Regions from separate parts of the Mus musculus genome. Here all the other regions are linked to region 2. The links are chromatin contacts, called in public Hi-C and HiChIP or PLAC-seq maps. All regions are on one chromosome and are shown on one strand. The core of a region is the stretch at or near the end of the contact, and the rest is flanking DNA. Distances in the headings are between cores, read along the strand shown. Region 1 overlaps Gm39130 (a long non-coding RNA gene). Region 2 has its middle 16 kb from the start of Gm15418. Region 3 has its middle 7.9 kb from the start of Gm32330. Region 4 has its middle 22 kb from the start of Gm32330.

Region 1 (5,467 bases), core at 1,617-4,116, 320 kb before region 2:
GTATGTTTCTGTTTGACACTAAAGCATTATTGCAGCGTGACCATGGAATGATCTGGAAGATATGACATCCCAGGTGGGTAGCATACACCACTGCTCCTCCTTGAGTTAAAGCCATCTCAGAAGGTAAGGTGGCAACCAACTCAAGCTCCCCTCCCCCACAGGTGTGAGCCCAGCTCAAGCTGCCCCTCCGCCAGAGGTGTGAAACCAGCTCAAACTCCCCCTTTCCCCACACAGATGTGAGCTCTTAGCTGTTGCAGCCTCAAAGGCTCTAAGCTTTATCTAAGTAAGATTCTTTTTAGCCTTATAATTCTGTCTTCAAATATTATGGTGACACGTTCAAAATCTCTTCCAGCTTGCACAGATGCTCAGTTTATATCCAGATGTCCACCTTGGGGTCATGACCTCTCTCAGCATTTGCCCTCCTGATCAGCTCCCATCCTTTGCCAGTGTCACCTGTGCACGTGTTTGTGCATATACACAGACACATATACACATTGACATACCCATTTGCATACAGACACGGACAGACACACAAACACAGATACACACACATACATCCATAGACTTTCACACTAGTACACAATCATGAACAGACACACACAGAGACACAGATACACACACACACATAGACATACACACTAACACACATTCATTCACAGACACACACATACACACATATACAGCTACACACACATAGACATACATACTAACACACATCCATACACACACATAGACATACACACTTACACACATTCATACACAGACAGACAGACAGACACACACATGTACATACACACTCACACAGTGGAAGCCACCACATACAAACTCCTTCTTGGGTCCATGCTGTCTCCCTGCCTTGCTCCCTGCAACTCTCATCCTTTGGCCCATGCACTGCCCCACACCATCCCCACCTGCCACCTACTACAGCTCCTTTGGACATTGTCTGAGATACCCTTTTCCTGTATTCTATTCACTTCAAGAATATTCAGCCTTTCTCTGTAGACCTATGGGAGCCTCCTCATCCTTTCCAGAAGAAGCCAAGGTTTGGGGCCCTGTCTAGCCTTGAGACAGAGCATTTTTCCTTGTCTGAGCTCTAGGTCCTTGGGCAGAGGTGATCCTGCAGCTGTGTGTATTCCTACATGAGCTCATCTACACTGGGTGCAAGTAAAACAGGTCATATTTGATGCACCATCCTCAAGTCTTACCCATGTCAACTGACGACCATAAGTTGGTGGCCTTCTCGTTCTGGGTGCTCTGTAGCCCGGCCTTGCTGGTGCCCAGGTCTGGGTCTGCTGTGCCCAGGTACTGACCAGGTCCCCAGCACCCTGTGTCTCCCATGAGAGGTTCCTGTTACATGCACACACAGGCAGAGCGACCTTTGGCTGTGTGCTGTACACTCACAGTTATCTCTCCTTAACTCCGCTGGGAGGGGATTCTTATCTTCCCTCTTCGGAATGGTATTATTTCTGGGAAAGGTGCTGGATTCTTGGCAGCCTGTAGCTGGCCAGACCGTTGCCCTATAAATGATGTCTGTCTTTTTTGCCACACTGAAAATGCATGCCCAAGGGTGATGTGCCCTGGAATTGCAGCAGTGCCCAATACAGGGTACTGTCCCCCATGGATCACTAAGACTTGGGTCTCATCTGCCTTTGCAGAACCTTGGAGTTCCTCAATGTGGAGCAGCATAACATATCCTGTCCCAGCTGGAGAAGGTGAGGAAACCAGAAAATGTTAACAGAGATGTAAGGCATCTAAAAGCGAAGCAGTAAGAGAGTGTGTGTGTGTGTGTGTGTGTGTGTGTGTGTGTGTGTGTGTGTGTGTGTGTGTGTGCTTGTGTGCCTGCATGTTCCACTTTCTGATCCGATTGAGTTACATTTTTCAGCAAGCAAGCAAGGCAGTTCAGAAAATTCCTCCCACCGATATAAATTTTGAGTATGTTGTTTGTCTTGACTCTCACTTAGAAAAACTAAAAATTCACTTGGGGGTCTGTTACACTAACAGTGGATTTTCTGTTTCCTTTCTTCATTTGAGAACTGGGGAAAGCTATGTACTCTGAAGCTTCAAACAGTGGGCAAAGGTTTTGATGAGTTGAATTCTTTTGCTACCTCAGCCTTTGAACTACTACAAAGTCAAGAACAAGGAGGATTGGAGTGACCAGACAGCTAGCCGGCTCCTTGCTGTCAGTAAACATCTGTGTCTCCAGGGACTGTGAGGAGCACTGATCAGAGACTCCCTGCCCTAACACAAACCTAACGAGTTTATGATTTCCTTTCAGACTTTGTTCTCAACACCGACTTGTTTATTCAAGAGAACAGATTTCTGAGAATCTCACACCCAGCACGCTGGCTGTATCCGGCCCTGCCTTGAGACCCTCAAATGACATTTCTGTTGGCTCAAGACCCACACAACAGTGAGAAGTGGGCACTGACACCACCGTCTGTGACCATTTTCCCCAGGGGTGTTGCCCCACACCAAGAAGTGACCGGAGACACTGTAGGGTAAAGAGAAAGATAACACAGCCTCACGTCCCGGAGAAGTGGCTGCTTGCTCTTCCTGCCTCTTGGGCGATGGGGCCCATGGAGGTGTCCCTCTCTAGTTCTCCATAGCTCCTGCCTCTCTGCATAAGACAACAGCTTCCTGCACTTCCAAGGGGACAAAAACAAGGGGCACAGAAGAGGCCCAGTCTGCCATCCCTCTCTGCTTTACTCTGAACAATACCAAGTCAGGAAAGCCTAAGGCTAATTTTAACCTGATCGAGAGAAGAGAAAAGGGCCGACTACTGGCAGGTGACACGTGTACCTGTGTGTTCCTGCCTGATGGTGTCTCTCAACTCCTGTGGCCTTGGCTGTGCTGACTCAGTGAGGAGGGACTGCAGCTCTGCCCTGTGACCTTACAATCTACCCCAGGGTTGGAACCTGAGCTTTGGCCACGTTGAGCAACAGAAAGAAAACTGAAAAACAAAATTCTGTGACTAAGGCTTTGAGCTCTGTCCCCCCCACCCCCACCCCCGATGCAACAACCCAATGACCCAGCTGAAACTGCAGGATAAAACCAGCAGCCCTCTGTCTTACACTCTCCCTTCCCCCAATCCTGTCCTGGCGGGTTCTGGAGAGCAGAGGTCAGACTGCCAAGTAGAAGGAACTGGAAGTGGGTTTCTAATACCTTGCTACCAGTTCCTAACAAGACCCTGCTTAGTAGGGTCAGTGGTCCCCAGCTCTTGTAAAGCACACTTTTTGTTTTTTGTTTTTCGAGGCAGGGTTTCTCTGTGTAGCCCTGGCTGTCCTGAACTCATTCTGTAGACCAGGCTGGTCTCAAACTCAGAAATCCACTTGCCTCTGCCTCCCAAGTGCTGGGATTAAAGACGTGCGCCACCACCGCCCAGCTAGCATTCTCTTTTTCTGTTGAACTCTGAGCATACGTCACACACTGGTCCTGTGCCACATGTGATCACCAGGTCTCTGTTCCCTGTTCTTCTCTGGCCCCTTCTCATCTCCCTGACATTGTTCTCTTGTTCTCTGTTCTCAACTTGAGTTTTCTCAGCCCCCCCCTCCTCCTCCACCTTCTCTCCCCCCCCTCCACAATTCTTTTTTTCTTGATCTGTCCTGTGTTCTCTACATAAGTAAATTTAAGAAAAGTAAATAAAATAAGATCAAATATTGAGCCAAATTTATCTCAGTCTGAAACTGTTGTAGCATCTCCACAATGTTACCCACTAAGAAGTGACGAACAAGACTCTGCTTCCTTATGTAACGTCGCTAACAGAATTATATATAATTATGTATTAGGTGAAATTATATATAATACTATATGCAATTTTCTGCCAAAGATCTTCACTGGGGAAAAAAATAAGCCTATCCTAAAATAAACACATACACATAGAGGAGTCAAAAGAGAAGAAGGCAAGAGAAGAGGAGACGAGGGGGAAAGGCAGAAGCAGCAGAATCTATCGGCTTGGATGCACACTTCAAAGCAAATATTCTACCACTGAGTCACAGGCCCAGCCCTTGTTTTTTTGAGACAGTGTCTCACTGGCCTCCAACTCAAGATTCTCCTGCCCCAACCTGTCAGTCCTAGAATTGCAGAGTGCACCAGCATACCAGGCTAGCTCTCAGAGACTCCATATATAGGAGTCTGATAGGTGGCTCCGTGGATAAGATCTTTGGTTTTGCAAGCAAAGTCTGAGTTCAAGTCTCCAGCACTCATGTAAAACTCCAGGCATGGCTGCCTGTGCCTACAACCCCAGGATTAGGTGGGGATGAAAACAGGTGAATTCCAAGAGCTTGCTAGCCAGCCAGCATTGGCCCAGTTGTGCTTTGAGGAAACAGGGAGTCTAATCCACTCCATCTGGTAAAGATGTGAAGTCAGAGAAAGAACAGAAAGTGTCCCACATCAGTTGGGTGTGCTTGGATGAACATGTTATGTGAAGCAGGAAGCTGCCAGTGCCCTGTCTTGTCTGACTGTATTTCTCACAGTCTCCTTAAGCAGCGGCTTCATGAGCTAAGGGTGAACCAACAGGTCTGTTTATGAAAAATCTGCTCCTAGGCCCATCCAGGGGCCTCTATGGCTTTTTGCCGTCTAATAATTGGACTGCAGATACGCGAACATAGGAAATCAGGAGGCCGGCAGAGTTCCCACCTATGGAGGAATTAATGCAGACAGCAGGGTACTCGATCCGTGCTTTCTAGTAATCCCTTCAAATCTGCATTTCTTCCAGAAGGCTTTTTATTTCAAAACCCATTTTAAAAGTCAATGATCATTAAGCATGCAGAGACGTGAGTGGGTTTCCGCTCTGTATTTCATTTGACTTGCTTCCAAATTGCTGTCCCTTCATTCGAGGTTTCCGTGTGTGTGTGGGGGGGGGGGGAGCATTGGAAGTTAAATGAACCTTTCTCTGGGTCTTAGAGACCTTTCTCTGAGTCTTAGAGACACCTGAACCCAGTGGAGACCTGTTTTCCTGCCATGCGGCTTCTACAAGGCCGGAATCCCCCTGCCCCACATTCCTGAGAGAGCTAGCTACTAGATACTAGTGTTTCACAGACCCACAGCCCTACCTGGGCTCTCTGGAATCTGTAGGTATGGCATAATACTAATGTTCTTCTCTGACACCATCTGTTGTCCCTTCTCCAGGAAAAAAGTCCCTGCCTGTCTGTATACTCCTGTGGCTGTGAATGGATCAGATCACACCTGCCTCCTCCCTTTGTTCTTTCCCTTGATCCTCTAGGGTAAAGAGAACCAGTTGGCAGCTTGGCAAGGTGACTCTTTTATAAGGGCATGTCCTGAGGTAGCACACGGCCTCTTCCTGGCCAGGGTAACTGCTGGTACAGGATAGAACGTCTTGGTGCTTGGCCTCCGGAGTCGCCATTCATTACACAGTCTTTATCTTTGTGCATATCCTGGAACAATACTCTTAAATAAATACTCTCAGGGCCATTTTTTTTCTTCTGTGGGTATTTACTTTGTGTTTCCA
Region 2 (5,458 bases), core at 2,881-5,380:
GAAAACAATGTCAGGGCACTTAGCTAAGTTCATAGTCAGGACCTGCAAACTCAGTTCTCTCTCTCTCTCTCTCTCTCTCTCTCTCTCTCACTCTCACTCTCTCTCTCCCTCTCTCTCCCTCTCTCTCTCTCTCTGTTTCTGTCTCTCTTTCTCTGTCTCTGTCTGTCTGTCTGCCTCTCCCTCCCTGCCTTCCTCTCCTTAGTCATACTACATTTTAATGTCTCTATTTTATCCACCAACCCTGTGCCACCCTCATCCATTGGTCACCATGATGACGCAATCCTCATTGGACAGCTGTACTCTCCTGTCTGCCTATGTCAACGGTGGCTGGGCCTGGCTCCTCCCAGTGGCACCAGGGCAGACAGGTCCACAGAATATCAGGGATAAGTAAGGTTTGTTTAAGGCAAAGTTTGTTGCTGAGATTAATTTATTTAGTGTGGATATAGATGTTATGTTATGAGGTCCACTTAATGTCTCCAGGCACCACGGAATCTTATTTTCAGTTTCCACGGAAGGCAGGCATAAGGAAATGAGCTAGCATAGCCTGCCTGCTAAGAACAACCGTAAGCATTGTGTAAAGGCAGGGCACCGACTCCCTCTGTAGAACTCTTTGACTGTTCCATCTTCTCACAGGGTGGTTATTGATTACCACATGTACCCCTGTAAGATGGCTCAGTGCGTAAAGGCATCTGCCACCAGGTCCAAGGACCTGAGTTTAATCACTGGGATTTACATGGTGGAGGGAAAAAAAACCAACTCCCTAAAGCTGTCCTCTGACTTCCACATGTATGTCATGGCATGCACACACACACACATACACACACAGGCATACTCACACACACCACACACACATACCACACACACACCACACATACATCATACACACACACATGCACACATACACACACCACACACACATACCACACACAACACACACACACACACACACACACACACACACATACCACATACACACCACACACACACATACCACACACACCACATACACATACCACACACACTCCACACACACCACACACATACACACACACACCACACATATACCACACACACACACATACACACATACTCACACACACACACCACACACTTCATATATACAGTAGTAATAAATAACATGTTTTTCTTTGGCAGCACACTGAAGTATCTTTCAGCTTGTGAGGTCAGTTTCTCCCAACCGTGAGCAAGCTCTGTTCTCTGCACTGCTTTACAGTTTGGTTTACAGTTTGTTTGTTTTGTTTTGTTTTGTTTTCTTTTTCTTTTTCCAGTGGAGCGCAGTCATCTCTGCAGGGCTGGAAACATAACCACCGATTTGCTCTTTTTAACTTGGAGAACAGAGACTCCTGTGTGTGAATCTCTGTACATAGTTCATGTAACCATTGTTCTGTGGGTAGACCTGTTCTTCCATGTTCTGTGAACCCATGGCTGGATCTTTGCATGCTACGTGTCCTGGAATAAATACCTGGAAAAGGATAACCAGAAAGACAAGGCTGCTCTCAGCCCCTCACACTTGGGAGGGATAGGACACATTTTCAGTAATGCTCAAGTAAGCCACATACTGTCACACTATGAGCTGTGACACGACCCCTCAGGGGAATATCTTGCTTAAAGCTGGTATCTGGGTCCCTCCCAGACTGCTAACTCAGTGGCTCCAGGCTGGCCCCGATGTATCTCTGACCAGATGCTGCGGGTTGGGCTGCCACATTTGGGGAATACTTCAGTCAGACGGTAGCAATGCCTTCAGAGAGCAGGTAACAGCCTGACCTCTGGAGCTGCAAGGAACTGGGGCTTGGGGGTCAGGTCACCTGGCCTACCCTTGCCAAGTAAATAAGAAGATAAGCCCCTCAAGAGGAGTTTCCCAGACCATCACCCACTGGAAACCCTTCCTCAAGTTGTTGACACTCATTTGTCCTCCTCAGAGAATGACCCAGTGCCTCAGAGCCTCCCACGCCCTTTCAGCATGTCCCCCATTCCTGGTCCAGCCTACCTTTTTCATGGTGCCTAAGACATGACAGCTGCTGCCATCCCTAAAGTCTCAGCCCTCCAATACACGTCATTTTAATATAATCTTGCCCAATGATATGAAGAAGATATGAATGGGAAGTCCACAGAGGACCCCTGAACCTGTGAACTTGGTGCCTTGATGTTATCAGTCAGGCCGGCCAAGTGTCCCTGTGCAATCAGCCCCTGCTGCAATCTGGGGTATCTCTGTCTTAGATGTGATATTTTAAACTATAGGACAGGATCCCCAGGGTAGGAAGGATATGCAATATTGTCCACCCTCTCATAACTAGGAGCCGAAAGAATACAAAATGCCATGCACTCTCCTCGGGACACAGTCTGTGTGGCATTTACTCTCAGGACGCCGGCCAAGAGCGGCTGGCAGCAGCAGATCCAGAGTAACAGAGTGTGGACGTCTCCCTCATGTGACACAGGAGCCAAAGGTCTGAGTCATCTGAGCTCCAGGCCCATATCCAGGCTTGGGGAACGCTCTCTGCTCCTTTTTTAAGATCTAACCTTTCAGTCCTTGAGGTTCTTTGCTTGGTCTCCTCACTTAGCAAGCAGTGCACCCATCCACTAGAAGTCACACAGCTGCACAAATCTCCAGGGACTGAGGCGCACAGGGTCTCCTTTATCCTGGAAAATAGACATGTCTTAACTCTCTGTTTCTCAGGAACAGGTGAAGCTTGGAACAAGTCTAGTTAGCCAACAGTAGGATATCATTCCAGGGGTCTTTCTAACTAGGTGGAGCCTCACAGTCATGACCATAGTTCAGAGGTGCAGGGAGTGAGGTTCAAAACCATCTTTGGTGGCTTTTCTGGGGACTCTGAAAAATTCCCAGGGACCCAGGCCTTTCTGCTGCTTGGCTGCATTGTCTTGCATTCTGCATGGCTGCGGGCGTGTAAGGCCCAATAAGGAGCAACTAAGATTCTTGCTGTGTGGTGAGCAGCAATGGTGAGAGTCTGTGAGGATCTGTGGGCTGGGATGGCTGTGGATACAGAAGACAGGTCCTCCTCAGGTTCAAGGGGGCAAATAACAGGCCTAAGGCAGGGTGAACTCACTTGCTAACATGGAGAGTGACAGAGCTGGGATTCCTGGCTCACTCCGTCTTCTGAGCTACTTTAAAGTTCTGGGATGATTTGTCAAGAGGAGAGACGGCTCCTGGTTGGAACCGTGGAATCAACTGCAGAACATCTGGTCTGTGAGAGAATGGTGGGTCCTGCCCAAACCCATCTTCAGAGTCGTTCTATATCCTAGAAGGAATATAGAGTCTGAGGGCCTGTGCTGAGCAGACCCTAAAGTAGGGCACACAGGCCTGAGCAGTAAATTGAAGCAGAGGCAAGGTGAGCTTCCAATAAGCTTGGGAAGAGCAGAAGATGGCGGGAGGGTAGTCCTGCCTGAGGTTTATGTCTTTACAGCTGTTGTTTATTGAGAGGAAACTGAACAGTGTTTAGTAAATAGTCTTAGGGAGCACAAAACCCTCACAGCCTTGCAAAGGAAGCATTGCTGGGTGAATTACACCACCAAAACGGCATGGTCAAGTCGACAGCAGTTCAGATGTCACCTCACAAGGACATCCGTCTCTGCAGCTATGACAACTTAGAACAAAACGAGATTTTGATGGCCTAGCCAGAACCCTGATCCATCTAAAGAGAGAGTGGGGTGGGCACACACAGAGAAGAAGTGACATGGACCATGGGGCTAGGACCAGGGTACCACAACTGGATCCACAAATGCTAGAAGCAGGAGCTGCCTTCCTTAGAACTGCAGCATGACCTCGCCTGCACACATCGACAAGCAGAACTAGAAAAGGATAAACTCCCTCTGCGCCCTTCATTTTTCCAGGTAAGCACAGTGAGGTCAGAGCTGGATACTCAGCAGGGAGCTACAAGGGGACTGGAGGCCAAGGAGCACTCTATCCAGCTTCACAGTGGTTCTGCTCAATGCCCCTCTTTGAGGTTCTCTATCCAACCTGCAATGGGAATCACTTTCTGCAGGACCAACGGCCCCTCCAAGGAACAGCTGGGAGGAGAGGCACAGGAGACTCCCAGGCTGCTGAGCCTCTGGTCGCATGCTGCTGGCAGCTGTGGGCTCACATAGTGCCAAGTGCTCGATTGAGTGGTTGGCATGCCTGGCATCCTGGTTACTCTCTGTGGACGCGGGTGAGTCACAGAGAGAGCGTCACTCCTGCTCACGTCAGGGCCACACCAAGGCATCAGACCCAGGGACACAGGAGCTCCTAATAGAGACACATGCAGCAACTCAGGCCCGGGGATCACCCTGGAAATCATGTGCACTCCCTTGTCACCCACCTAGCGTGCCAAGGTGTCCTTTACAGGACACCACAGAAACCAAAGAGGGCACCGTGGCAGGGAGCCCAGGGCTGTCTTTTCCTATAACTGTAGCCAAAGAACATGGGTGGGGGTGGGGAGCAGAGTCAGGGGCTGGCACTGTGGTGGTGGGGGTGTGGGGTGTGGGTGCTGGTGTTTGTTCTCATGCTCGTGTGTGTGTGTGTGTGTGTGTGTGTGTGTGTGTGTGTGTGAGCATGTTTGAGTGCTCGCATGTGTGTACACTCGATTATGCTTATGGGTGGACCCATATGGTGGTCAGGTGCTGGCTGCTCAAGAGAAACCACAAGGAAAGCAGGAATGGGCCAACCAGGAGATGACCTGCCCTTTCTGTTCAGGTTCAGGGCTGGAAAAGAGAGTGTCTCAGGCTGTGCCGCTTTGTGTGGAGTGTGCTGCCCCCTAGGGCAATTCGGAAATAGAAACAACCCCCGGCTGCCCTTGGGTGATTTGAGGCTCTAGAGTTCAACAAGGAAGGGTAGATGGGGTGCAGTGCAGAGGATGCAGTTCCGGGGGAGATTGGGGTACAGTCGTAGCTTTAGGGTACAGGGAAATGGGTGGGGTGTAAGAATGGAAGAATGAGCACAGGAGGGGGATGGCGTGCGGGGGGAAGGATGGGGTGCATAAAGGATGGGGTTCAGGGAGAAGGATGAAGGACAGGAGATTATGTGATGTGAGGTTATGGGGTGCTTGAGGACAATTGGGTTCAGTGAGCAATGGGGTACAGGAAGAGGATGGGTGCTGGGCTGGAGGCAGGTTCTGTCCCACAGTGGAAAGAGGCAATAGTACCTTGACTCTGCACACACAACTGAGATGCCCCTCTGTACCATTCAGCCCAAGCTACCACTTTCTGGCCTCTGGAACTCCAGGTGCTTTCTGGCTCTGTATGTTAAGAGACTTGAGTGGTCCGTCCCCTGATCTCTGGGAACTTCACCAGGGGTGGGTTTACCTCTGCGTTGTAAGTAGTCTTGACTAACAGAGCACATGATGGATTGAAGGTAAACCTCCTTTTGTGGCATTTCCTCAAGTGATGTAGCTATAGCTGTTGGGTCAGATGTGGTTCTTGACCTACCAAGAAGAGCAGCCACTCC
Region 3 (5,821 bases), core at 2,177-4,676, 510 kb before region 2:
TCAGAACCTTAGACAGGAGACAGAAACAGACAGAAATCAGAGAGTGGTAGAGAATAAAATCGCTCCTACCCAAGTGTTACCTCCAGGTGTTCAAGCATTCTTTGTAAATTTCTATTCCAAGCATCTGTTGATCTGAGCCCCCCTTCAGGTGGCTGGAAACAATTTCTTTCAAACAGTAATTATTCAGGAAGTAATCATGGACATCCTGGGTTCCTATCCCTCTTCCAGAGTTTTCTTTAGCCGTAAGACTCTTCTCATTCAACATTTACTGATTTTGATATCAACCTCTCCTCGTCTCGAATCTAATTAACTGCATAGAAATCTACTTAATACAATCTGCCTTCCGATCGGTCCTGCTTTCTGTTGCCAGTGCTGCTGGACATAGCCATGCCCCAAAGGGCAAGGCAGAAGGCTTTTTCCATCCTCAATGAAATTGGCCCAAGGCTTTTCTGTAAGTGGGCTGATGAGTGAGATCTGCTGTGTTTGATAACAACCAGAGAGACAGTTCACTGTTGACGGACTGCCCTGTCAAACAGGGGCCTGAGCCATTCTGCTGCCTGACTGGGAAACTGGGGGATGTGAGTTCCCTGTCTCTACAGAGAGTCCAAAGATGCCACCTGTGAATCTGAATATCAAGCTGTAGGCATTCTGCCTCCCCTCAACCAAGAGGCCATAGGGTGCCTCTCAGCTTATGGGAGGAGTAGGGAGTTAAAACAGGCCCCTTCTCCAGAACACAGAGAGAACAAGCTGCCATCCTCTCTCCCAGCAAGCTTCTGGCTGGGGCAGGCCTGACACTTGGGTGTCTGTTTGGAAGAAGGCACCTAGGAAGTCACCACCAAGCAAGAAAGCCCTGTCTAGTTGAGTCCTTATCAAGATGCTTCCAGACCTCCAGTCAAGACAACTAACCAATATGGGAGGTCAAAAGCAAAGGAATCCAATCTGGCGAGTCCCATTTGTTTTACTGAACTTTATCTGGAGACAAATTATGAAGAAGCCAGTCTGAGCTCTTAGTGCCTTGATCTTGTCTTAATTATGATGAAGAAACAGACAGGTGCTTTACCAACTCTTCATCTCACCAGAGACCTACTCTTTGAGGGAGCTGGGTAGACTTCATCAGGATATACACTAAGCACGCCCTCCTTCCCAGCAACTGACACCTTCCACAGAGCCAGGGCTCTCTGTGGCAGGCACTAAGCATCAGCAGCCTGCTGATAATTCTCTGACAACTTCATCAGCCTCCTGGAATACAAACAGCCATAGAAATATTGACCAGTTGGATTCTCCGGCCTTCAGAGTGTGAGCTCTATGGTTGTATCCAGACACTTCTGTTCCTACAACTGAAGTAGAGATGACAGTCTCAGCACACAGCAGACATCAAGCAACAGCAAGAAGATGACACCATTTGGTGAGGTTCCTCTAGCTGTGCAGCCTCGTGGTATGAAACATAACCCTTGGCTTCCCCATTTATAACACAAGCTGGCCTTCGAGAAAGCTTAGTTCCTCAGAGTCTCTTCCATGTAAAAGAGCACTAAGGGGTTTTGTTCCTGTTTTTCTTTCAAACGTCAGAAAAGCAGACTCTGGAGTAGAGACTGAAACCTTGGGGCGTGTTCTTGAGTTTGAAATAGTAAACAAATTAAAGAATTGTTTTCAACAACCCTGTACTTCTCAGGTTGCCATGGGAACAGGGGTCAGCCTGTGGGGACTGGAGGAGTCTTTCAGAAGGGATAGACCACCTGTGGTGAAGCTAACCTTTGAAGAAAGCCGGTTTGCTCCCTGCATAAAGCCTGAAGACTACCCTGAGAGAAATCCTACTCGCCTCTGGTCTGTTCCCTAGAAGTGACATACAGCCATCATTCAAATTAATGTCTGTGCAACTATGTTTGAAATGATCAGCTGGTTGGCCGAAAAGGAGCAGCTGGTTGGGGTTTCTTCTAGCTACCAATGGCAGACAGCCTCGGCAGACTTTAAGCAGTTTTAGCAGTTAGTAATTGTTTGTACTGATTACCACATTCAGGATTCGATTCACCTATAAGGGTGTGTGACCTGCCACATTTATGATTATGGGGAGAGGACTAAATCATTAGCTTTGATAGTTCTCAGAGCTGTTTATTGTGTCTCTGGAAGGCTAAATGAATGAATGTGTCAGTGTGATGCTGGTATTGGTTGCAACTTCCCAAACATAAAGTATGCCCATTTCTTGGATCACTAACTCAAATACACTAATGCTACCACTACAGATAAACAAACAAACAAACACAGAAGTCATTCCTTGCTTTGGATTGAGATAAATACTTCTTAGAGAATTCCCTTATGTTTATGTAGCTTTCTATATTTGAATGAGACAGAGCAAAGATCTGAACAATAATATTCATGTTTACAGCTAGCCTTCTTGGATCAGTGCCCAAGTGAGGTGGCTAATAGGATCAGCTCTGCGGCCTACTGTACCTCCATGCCCTCCCTGGGGAAGCTGCACCCTGGCACCACACTGGGATCTGGAATCCAAAGAATGTGTTTGCATTTATCCCACAACTCTCCTTTACTCAGGGGTCCACCCCTGGGATTCCATTCTGGTGACTTTCAAACGTGTAATTACTCATTAGTCCGTTCCCACAGTCATGGGGAGGACTTGTTTACTGTTCAGAGAGGGTGGGGAACGGAGTCTGGGAGTCTGCGTCAGTTGAATATCATGAATAAACACACATCTGCCGTGACCACAGCGTTCCTGAGCACTGGAGATTTAGGAATCAAAGTCTATGTCTTCGTTCTTCAGCTCTGGCACTCTCGGAAATTTGCCTGTAGACCGTCCAATAGCAGCCCCTGGTCCCGCCTGCGTCTAAGGCTCCTGTCAATAAATGATGAGCTGGGTTTGTGCAGCTTGCACTTCTATGTTTCTTGAGAGACCTGGTTCTGGTTAACACAGCCCTGTACTTTGGCCACACAGAGTTCTGGTGTCTCCTCAGGAGGTGAGAAAAGATGTGCCTCCCCGTGTCACAGCTCTCCAATACAACAGAAAGAGGCTCAAATCACATGCACAGAGCACTGGGCAGTGGGGAATCTCATCTGCAATCACCACAGGGCACAGTGAGTCCCCAAACCTCACACAAGCATACTTAGTTGCTGAGAATCACCCACCGGTGGTGTATTCACTTGGTCTGGCCTTGAAATATTTAGGCCATGAAGATAGTCTATGGATTGTGTAAATGACATTTTTTTTTGTTTTTGAGACACAAGTGCACGCAGAGTTGCCAAGCCAGTCAGTAGAGTATTATCTATAAAACAAACACGCCAGAACACCTTTCCTCAAGTCCCCCTTTTACCTCCAGGCCTCAAGCACCAAATTGGAGTTCACAGTGTTACAATAAGGTCTCCCTGCAAGTACAGATCCAATGCCAAGAGGATGGAGGGAGTTGTCTAGGGAACAGAGTAGGAGGACTGGGCTTAGTGACTAAGAGTTGTATTCTGGCTGAGATGCTAATGTTCCGGTGACCTCAGCCAAGTCCTGTAAATTGTTACTATCTGCAAAGTGGAGATAATCGACAGCCCTGCCCATCCTGCAGGAAGGCCGGCAGAGACTAATTAGAGAGCTCATTTGAGATTCAAAGTACTTTGTGGCCCACAAGGAAAGTGTTGGAAGAACAAAGGAAAAAGCTTGCGCTCTGCTCCTGCAGTCTGGGGACCACACCAAAGACTCTCCCAGGAATTCATCTGTTGGAGCACCAGTGTTTGTTAATTAACTGGTATTAGGAAGTCATTGTGGCTACCAGGGGTTAATGGAAAGACTGAACTTGCTGAGATGGGTCTATAGAGGTGTAAATCGAGGCTTCCTTTGCTGAAGGAGAGGAAGGGGTCCCTAAGCTAAGCATCAGGCTGCCTGGAGTTAGACATCCAGTCTTGCAACTATCTTCTAGAAATTCCAAGCAGGTTGCATGCAATATAGACATGTTTCATTTCAATGTAATAAAAACAAAAAGAAAACAGAGCTATTATTATTTTTACTATATCTAAAACAAAATTATTTTAAGAAATAAAGAGAACAAATTCATTGAGATGCCCTCAGTAATTCTTTTGTAATTTTGGAGAAGAGTTTTATCCATGTAGGAAATGGTATGGGAGCCTGTACACAGAGGTACACATGCATATATGTGTGTACGTACACACACACACACACACACACACACACACACACACCAGCCAAATCAGTTGTCTAGCAAGAAACCAGCATGATATTCAGGGACCCTTCCAGAAGAGTTTGGAGACCACCAAAGATGAAGTGAATGGTAACTTCAGAGTGAATGAAATTGATCCCCAGAGTTTCCAAAGCATGGCTCTGTGTTGCAGGAGGAGCCCGGGGAGCAGATGGGACATTATGAGAGCCAGTGAGATGCCTGTTTTTTCATTGACACTGCCTTTTGGCAGTACAGTCCATGGAAGCCATAGGACAGAGAGAAAGGGGTGTTACTGAAGATCCAAGGACCTTGCTCCCCGACCTGTGTGCTTCCTTTCTCTCCCGAGTGGGTACCCAGATGTGTGCATAAGCAGGTGCATGAAGTCTAGATGTCTCTAGACAACCCAAGCATTCTGGTTGGATACTGCTCTACAGAGGCAAAGCATGAAACACCGCAACGGGGTTCAGAACATGTCATCCTGAAACAGATTCTTTGAACATGAAGAAATCAAGAGACAGGGAAAGTGCCTTGGTCTCCAATGTTAATCCTGGAAGCACAGAAGAAAAAGAATAAGATAATGGAGGCTCAGGAAACTCAGAGCTAGAATGCTGTCGTTGGCCAACATGGGGGTTTTACTACACTTGGTCAGTCTTGGATTCTGGGGCCTGGATTGTTGATGGAGGCTGGCAGGAGAACCCTCCTTACGAGAACATCCTTAAGGGAGATAAAGCCATCCTTCCCTTCCCTAAGCTTCCCAGATCTTTGAAGGTCTCAGAGAGCATACTAGGTAGATTCCTAAGCAATGTCTAACAGACAAAAGTCATAGGAAACATGTTGCCCCCTGGCCTCTTCCAACATAAGGGGACCACAGAAACTAGGTGCTTTCAGCAGTGCTGCTCCAAAATTGGGATTGAGAGGAGTGAGTGTGCATGGCACATGGGAATTCATTGCCACTGCACATAACATCCTCTGCACATAATGTTTACTGCACATAACGTCCACCACACATAATGCATACTACGCATAAAGTCTCCTCGAAGCCCAGGCCACTGGTTCTGCCCTCACTCCTGAGCTTTCCTGACACCCTCCTGTGGGGAGCCGCCCTCACATTCGCCGTTACAAGATGGCGCTGACATCCTGTGTTCTAAGTGGTAAACAAATAATCTGCGCATGTGCCAAGGGTAGTTCTCCACTCCATGTGCTCTGCCTTCCCCGTGACGACAACTCGGCCGATGGGCTGCAGCCAATCAGGGAGTGACACGTCCTAGGCGGAGGATAATTCTCCTTAAAAGGGATGGGGTTTCACCATTCTCTCTCTTGCTCTTGCTCTCTGGCTCCTGAAGATGTAAGCAATAAAGCTTTTGCCGCAGAAGATTCCGGTTTGTTGCGTCTTTCCTGGCAGGTCGTGAGAACGCGTTTAAGACCCTCCTACAACCTTGTCTTTTACCTTTTGCCTCTGTCTTCTTCTGTGCACTTGCATATCTTGGCTCCTGTCTGTCCCGGCTGGCCAGTTGGCCCTCATCAATGGAGAAGGAAGACGGAAGCTTTCTGACCCAGTGAGCTCAGACCTGCCACTCCTGTAAGGAACAGAAAGTGTATGTCTGCCTCTCGTCTCACACATAAACTTTTGTCACACACACACACACACACACACA
Region 4 (5,945 bases), core at 1,550-4,049, 480 kb before region 2:
ATAATTTATTTCAGGCATTTAAGCACAATGAGATTTGGTGAAAACTTTCCTGGTGATAATTCAATCCCCTTGCACAATAAAACACAAATTAAGCTAAATAAAGATCAGATGTGACTACATTGAAACTCTTTGTAAAGCACACAGGACACCTTTCATAGGAATGGGTTCTTCTGATTGGCTGAGAAAACCAAGCTTATGATAAGACTTTGGGGGAGGATCCAGTGTGCTCTCTTGGCCAGACAGATCACAAGAAGGTCACCAAGCCATTAACTACATCCTCTCTCGCTTTCTGGGTAGATAGCAGATTATGTATCCCTTCCTCTGAAAGAACAACACTGTGAGTTTAACATTCTTGGTTCCCTAGTGCTTATTTCTGAACACACAGACCCCCATGCCTGCTGCAAAGCAGGAAGCTGGCTAATCATATTTCTATTCACACAGCAGAGAGAATGTGCAGGAAGTGGGGGGAGGCAATAAACCCTTAAAGCTGACCCTCAGTGGTACTTCCTCCAGCAAAGCTGTAATTCCTAAAGATTCCATGACCTCCCCCAATAGTCCCAATGACCAGGGAACAAGTGTTCAACTACATGAACCTAGGGAAGATATTTCCCAATCAAACCATTACATTCAGTCTCTCGGCCTGCATAGGCTCATGGCTGTCTCATAGCTCAAAATGTATTCAGTTCAACTTCAGAGGTCCCCATGTCCTTTCACAGTCTCAACCCCATTCAAGCGTTCTCAGTCTCTTGTGAGACTCTCGGCAGTCTCTTCACTGTGGTTCCTGTAAAAATCAAAACCGTGCTACATTCTTTCAGCATGCAATTGTACAGAATACTATCTGTAACCAGAGTAGACACATAGACAATTATTCTTGAGGAAAGATGCAGGTGAGTCTAAAATCATTCTACCTTTTGGAAAAAGCATGAATTTTCCATGTTTAAGACCATATTTGCTCTTAATAACTTCTTGTAAACATCAGATTACATGGTTAATGAGAATACCTCATTTATTTGGATTTGGTGGATGATAGGAACGTGATAGGAAAAATAACTCCACAGAGGCACATCTAGGACACAATGTGCCAGTTTTCTCCTTGTTGCATTAGAATAAAAACATGTTCCCTCCAAAGTAGCTTCCAGGAGCAGGAACATTCACAGGTGACACAAGAGGAACTGCTGGGAAGGGACCCACATCTATTCACAGCCGAGGGGTGCTGGCTTCAGACATAGCAGGTGTCATGAAGTAAGTCAACCAGGAACACCACACATGAGAGTCTGGTCTTCCAGTGATGTCTGCCAGCCAAAGTCACTCATGTCTATTAGGTTATGTCTGCATTCACTCTCACATGACACTTACCTTTTAAAAATCAAACTGTGAAAACTGAATGTGTAATGACCACACATTCACTGGAGGGCATGACTAGCCCTTAAGAGCTCTAGACTGTACTTCTGTGTTTTAAAGGTGCACAGGCTGAAGGCCTAGTCTACAAATATAGATGCTAAAACAGAAGAGATAGCTGGGCTATTGTAAGCTCACCAGGGCCCTAGAGGACCAGAACTGAGTACCCTGCGTTCCAACATCGTGGTCTCCGCACCCCTGGCAGGCAAACCCAGGTCTTCTGCAATGGGTGTCATTTCCCACTCTACCTGTGGCCGTTGACTCTTTGCTGGGTACATGAATCCTTGCTGCTGCGTGAGCAGCTCTGGGAGGAAGGAGTGAACACAGTGTCACACACCCATGAGTTCACACCTGGACAGAACATTGTTACTACAAACCATCGTACAAATAGCTTCCTATAGCCTCTGTGCAGCTTCAGTGACTCCAGGCACATAACATGCCATTCTATAGGTAGGTTTGGCCATCAGGCAGAAATTGGGCTTTGGGAATGCCTGCCAGGTGCCTCCAGAATTACCTCCCAGCATCCTAGAACCAGGGGGTGGAGTCTATGGTAGAGATTCACTGGGTTATAATATGACAACACTGAACGCTCACGTGTATTATTAAACTGTAAAACTGGTTTGTGCTGTGCACAGCGTGTTGAGTTTTGCATGAAGTTACCCTTGTAAGTGTGTCTTCAATCCTGGCCTGTGAACTGCAATGTCAGTGCAACTTGGGAACCACGGGAATCATAGCTGCCCATCCCAAACTCTGGTGGAACTGCAGGCAAGGCTGAGCTAAGGGGCTCAGCAGCATGTCTACCTTCAAGAAACAGGGCTCGGCAGCACATCATTCTAGCACCAACAGAGACATGGAAAGCCATCTAGCAGAGCCCAGAAGCTATTAGAAATTCCTGTGGTGGGTTTCTACTAGGCACCCCTGGATCAGTGTGTCTGGGATGGGCCCTAGGTTAGTTGTTCTTCGATAGTATAACAAAGTAGCTAATAAGATCAACATAAAGAATAAAGGGTATCTCACTGCTTACAGTTTGAAGATCCTCCGTCCTGGAAGAGTAGCTAGTGGCAGATTGTGCAGCTGGTCAGGTGGCTTAGCCACACAGAACTAAGCCTGCTTCGTCCCTTTTATCCACCCTAGAGATTCACTGGGTTATAGGATGGCCTTGGCATCAGGCCATCCTGTTCCAGGTACAGCTGATCCAAGAGTGAGTCAAGTTTATAGTCAATATTAACCATCACAGGCCCCCACCCCATGTTTTAAACTTTATTTACTGGTGACCTAGTGTAGCATGCAAGTTCAAAGACACTGACCCTGCTTGGTGGCAAGCTCACATGCATACGGGAGTCATCTGGTTGGCACAAATGGAACAAACTGTGCTGGGCGCTCATGCAAGACTGATTAACCAATGCACAGCTCCAAGATCCATCATCTGTTTTTGACCTGGATGAGTCACAGGCAGGCCTCTTTAAGCTTGCCTCAGCTCTGAACTAGCAATCACGCCGCCTCTCTCAGGAACCACGTTTGTTTAAGTACATATAAAATTGCTCAGTCTTTGAGATGAAAGGGTTTTTTTGACATCATAATGATGTCAGCAGCGGACGAGAAACCATCCTTTTTGCATTAAACTCCATCAGGACTCTTCTATTTATTTCTGGAAAATCAATAACCATCACATAAGTAACCACAGAAAATGTGGCCAGCTTTAAAAACAAACAAAAACAAAAACCCACCTGTTCCTTGTGTAGATGCTTTAGTCATGAGTATCATGTGCTTAGTTTTCTGCAGCAATTGGACTTCTTAGATTATAATAAATAGAACACCCCTTCTCTTTTCTCTCTCAAACCCTCCCCATATCCTCATGCTTCCTTTCAAATGCATGACCTTTTTCTTTAGCAGTTGTTCCGTGCATACGAATGTGCATGTATATATTAGTAAACACATAAATGCAACCCACTCGTTCTGTATAATGAGATACATCCATGTGACTTGTACATTTGTTTACAGACCTGGACATTTGCTGATGTGTTCTTCCCCAGGGATGACTGTCTTTCCTATCCTGAACATTCCTTCATTTCCTGTAATCCTTCCTGTAGGATTAGTGAGATTTCCCCCATCCATGTTAGCATGTCTGTTGATGCCGTCTCTGCACAGCTCATGTTTAAACAGCCATGTTAGTGAGACTTCATGGGTGTAGCTCCTGATATTTCTAGAAGACATAACCTCACACCCTAATCCTCTGGCTCCTACAATCTTTCCCCCCTCATCTCTTACGGTCTTCTAAGTCTTGGGTGTAGTTGTGTTGTAGATGCATCCATTGGGCTGGGCTCCAATACTTTGCATTTCGATTGGCTTTCTGTAATGGTCTCTGTTTGTTGTAAAGAGGCATTTCCTTGCTGATGGGTCAGGACCACACTTACCAGTGGGTATAAGAACAAATGGTTAGTGTGTAGTTAGGAATGGTGTTGATTCAATAATGTAGGTTCTGATCTGAGACCCACGGCCTCATTCTCCCTGGGTTCTTGTCTAAGTCTCCAGTACCAGGCATGACATGACATGCTCTCCCTTTTTGAGCAGATTTTTAAAAGATCTCTGTCTCTCTGTCTCTCTGTCTTTCCGTCTCTGTCTCTCTGTCTCTGTCTCTGTCTCTGTCTCTCTCTCTCTCTCTCTCCCTCTCTCTCTCTGTATGTGTATATATACACTCATCCGTTCAGGTGTGTGTATAGGTCAGAGGTTGATGTTGGATGGGCCTCAAAGGCATCCCAATTTATCTTTAGAGATGGGTATCTCACTGAACCTGTAGTTCATCCTGTCTGCTGGGCTACCTTGTCAAGGAGCCTCTGGGAATCTCCCGTCTCTGCCCTCATTGCAGGGACTCTAGGCAGGTGTCACTACACTCATTATTTTTGCTTGGTGTTGATGGTCTACACTCAGGCCCTCCTGCTTGCACAGCAAGTGCTAGATGCACTCACCTCTGCCCCTCTCCAAGGCTCCACCCCCTCCAAGGCTCCGCCCCTTCCAAGACTGCACCCTCAAGGCTCCAATCCTCTCAATAGGCTCTGCCCCTCTCCACAGTCTCCTCTTCACACGTGTGTTTGTCAGTCCTGGTACTGAAGCTAACCCCCAGCCTCACCTCACTGTGGACCCTGTGACTCACACTTTCATGCTATGCTCCCTCTCCCGGAGTTCTGGAAGCTTAACCTCTGTGACTAGTTAGCTGTGTTAGACCACACCCTGAAGATGACCGGGCAGAGGCAGGTAGAAAATTAAGGTGGCATTTTTAAATGCTATGCCTTTTTTCCCCCCCATCTGTTACGGAGCTGATTTCACAAATCTTACTTTTGTGGGCATTGGCACTCTAAGTTAACAGCTACAAAGGACATGTCATTGACCTAAGCCTTCAGAAGGTAAGGCAGAATGTGAGCTAAGACAACTGATGACATTCATAATCAATATTTACACACTCCTGTGGTCACTAACGGCATGTTTTCTCCTCGTTCTTCCCAAGTGGTGGAAACCTCACTGTGATGGGAGATTGGGTATTGAGCATGTGAGATGCTCTATGCTGGCCACAGCTCTTGAAACCTGATATGTTGTCTATTGTTGGGTGCTTGGTAATCAGCTGTGCATCCAAAAACAGGTTGGACATTACTATAGCAACATTAACAAAACTGAAATTGTGAAGGAGGCTGAAGACCGGGAAAAACTGCCATTTCAACCTCCACCTTTCAGAGTCAGGAACACGACTCCAAGCAGATGTGTCAGGAAACAGTCCCAAGCTCCGCAGAAAGCCCTGGAGCTGTGGAAGGCCGGATTTCCAGGTTGACAGAGTCCTGCAGACTGACTTCCAAGAGGTCCTGAGCTCGGTTTTCCCTAGCAGTTATAAACCAGGCATGAATGTCAGCATTCCCAACCTTGTGGAAGTGAAGCCCAGGGGAGGGGGTGCCACTGAGCTGTGGGCACTGAATGTGGGCACTCCACAGAGAGAAGGCATACCGAATACCTTCACACTCAACCTGAAAGCAGAGGTGTGAATGGATGCTGGAGCTCAGGTCCAGAATAGAACTCTTTTCTATTCTGTGGAGGACCCAAGACAATGGGATAGGTTCAGCATGGCTTTAGAGGGGACCCTTGTCTTGTCATCCTCTGAACTTGCTCTTTGTAAAGGAACAAGGGTCCTTCTCTACTGGAGCCCATGCTTTCTTCTCTCCCTCTCTGCTGAGACCCAGACACTCAGGAGTGCAGAAGAATCATCTGTAGCTTCTTTCCAAGCTTGTAGGGGAAGCATGAATTCATCTTCTGTGTGGTTTCCAGGGCAGCAGAAAAGCATGGGTAAATATTCCTGAGAACCTATCTGTACATCGAAGGTCAAATGCAAAAGGAGAGCGTGTATGGGCTGAGCAGAGCCTCCCTGCATCTCCAGGTTTTAACTTACGGAGTCTGGGACTCCAGACTCAAATCTCATCTTTCATAACATTGTCTTGTATGCTTTAGGGAAGGCAGAAACAACATATTTTAATAACTATGTGTTGGCCTCATTGTGGTATCACAGA

The links. A called contact is a pair of places that touch in the nucleus more often than the background predicts. HiChIP or PLAC-seq counts read pairs in DNA pulled down with a chosen protein or histone mark.
Region 1: a Hi-C map of liver shows a contact between it and region 2, with 4 times the contacts expected there. The contact joins two enhancer-like sites. A contact is called at or near these places in 4 of 39 promoter capture datasets (3T3-L1-derived adipocytes, hippocampal neurons and liver), 9 of 484 Hi-C or Micro-C datasets (bone marrow-derived macrophages, embryonic fibroblasts, liver and 2 more), 7 of 115 datasets of contacts at active chromatin or transcription factors (cardiomyocytes, embryonic stem cells, extraembryonic endoderm stem cells and 3 more) and 1 of 9 other capture datasets (embryonic stem cells).
Region 3: a FOXA1 HiChIP or PLAC-seq map of pancreatic cancer cells shows a contact between it and region 2. The contact joins two enhancer-like sites. A contact is called at or near these places in 4 of 39 promoter capture datasets (the C10 cell line, cranial neural crest, liver and 1 more), 1 of 15 datasets of contacts at CTCF or cohesin (large pre-B cells), 9 of 484 Hi-C or Micro-C datasets (the AML12 cell line, the N1E-115 cell line, bone marrow-derived macrophages and 6 more), 14 of 115 datasets of contacts at active chromatin or transcription factors (astrocytes, cardiomyocytes, embryonic forebrain and 7 more) and 1 of 9 other capture datasets (embryonic stem cells).
Region 4: a Hi-C map of the AML12 cell line shows a contact between it and region 2, with 4 times the contacts expected there. The contact joins two enhancer-like sites. A contact is called at or near these places in 6 of 39 promoter capture datasets (the C10 cell line, embryonic stem cells, hematopoietic stem and progenitor cells and 2 more), 1 of 15 datasets of contacts at CTCF or cohesin (large pre-B cells), 8 of 484 Hi-C or Micro-C datasets (the AML12 cell line, bone marrow-derived macrophages, embryonic stem cells and 4 more) and 1 of 115 datasets of contacts at active chromatin or transcription factors (embryonic hindbrain).

What each region holds. Positions count from the first base shown.
Region 1 is chr8:10,851,870-10,857,336 of GRCm38.p6, forward strand. It overlaps Gm39130 (a long non-coding RNA gene), which reads left to right. Exons shown (of 3, transcript XR_870135.2): 2 at 1,656-1,712; 3 at 2,276-3,278. It overlaps Gm32540 (a long non-coding RNA gene), which reads right to left. Exons shown (of 3, transcript XR_870139.3): 3 at 3,851-5,467. Among named protein-coding and RNA genes, the nearest start is that of Gm39130, 4.4 kb to the left of the region's middle. Within about 2 kb of position 2,867, at least 36 of the 459 cell types and tissues checked have an H3K27ac peak or open chromatin away from gene starts, as enhancers often do. A contact at or near this core is called in liver, where this site is marked.
Region 2 is chr8:11,169,296-11,174,753 of GRCm38.p6, forward strand. No RefSeq gene overlaps it. Among named protein-coding and RNA genes, the nearest start is that of Gm15418, 16 kb to the right of the region's middle. Within about 2 kb of position 4,131, at least 82 of the 459 cell types and tissues checked have an H3K27ac peak or open chromatin away from gene starts, as enhancers often do. A contact at or near this core is called in the AML12 cell line, the N1E-115 cell line, astrocytes and 5 more, where this site is marked.
Region 3 is chr8:10,662,520-10,668,340 of GRCm38.p6, forward strand. No RefSeq gene overlaps it. Among named protein-coding and RNA genes, the nearest start is that of Gm32330, 7.9 kb to the right of the region's middle. Within about 2 kb of position 3,427, at least 121 of the 459 cell types and tissues checked have an H3K27ac peak or open chromatin away from gene starts, as enhancers often do. A contact at or near this core is called in the AML12 cell line, the N1E-115 cell line, astrocytes and 4 more, where this site is marked.
Region 4 is chr8:10,692,587-10,698,531 of GRCm38.p6, forward strand. No RefSeq gene overlaps it. Among named protein-coding and RNA genes, the nearest start is that of Gm32330, 22 kb to the left of the region's middle. Within about 2 kb of position 2,800, at least 12 of the 459 cell types and tissues checked have an H3K27ac peak or open chromatin away from gene starts, as enhancers often do. A contact at or near this core is called in the AML12 cell line, where this site is marked.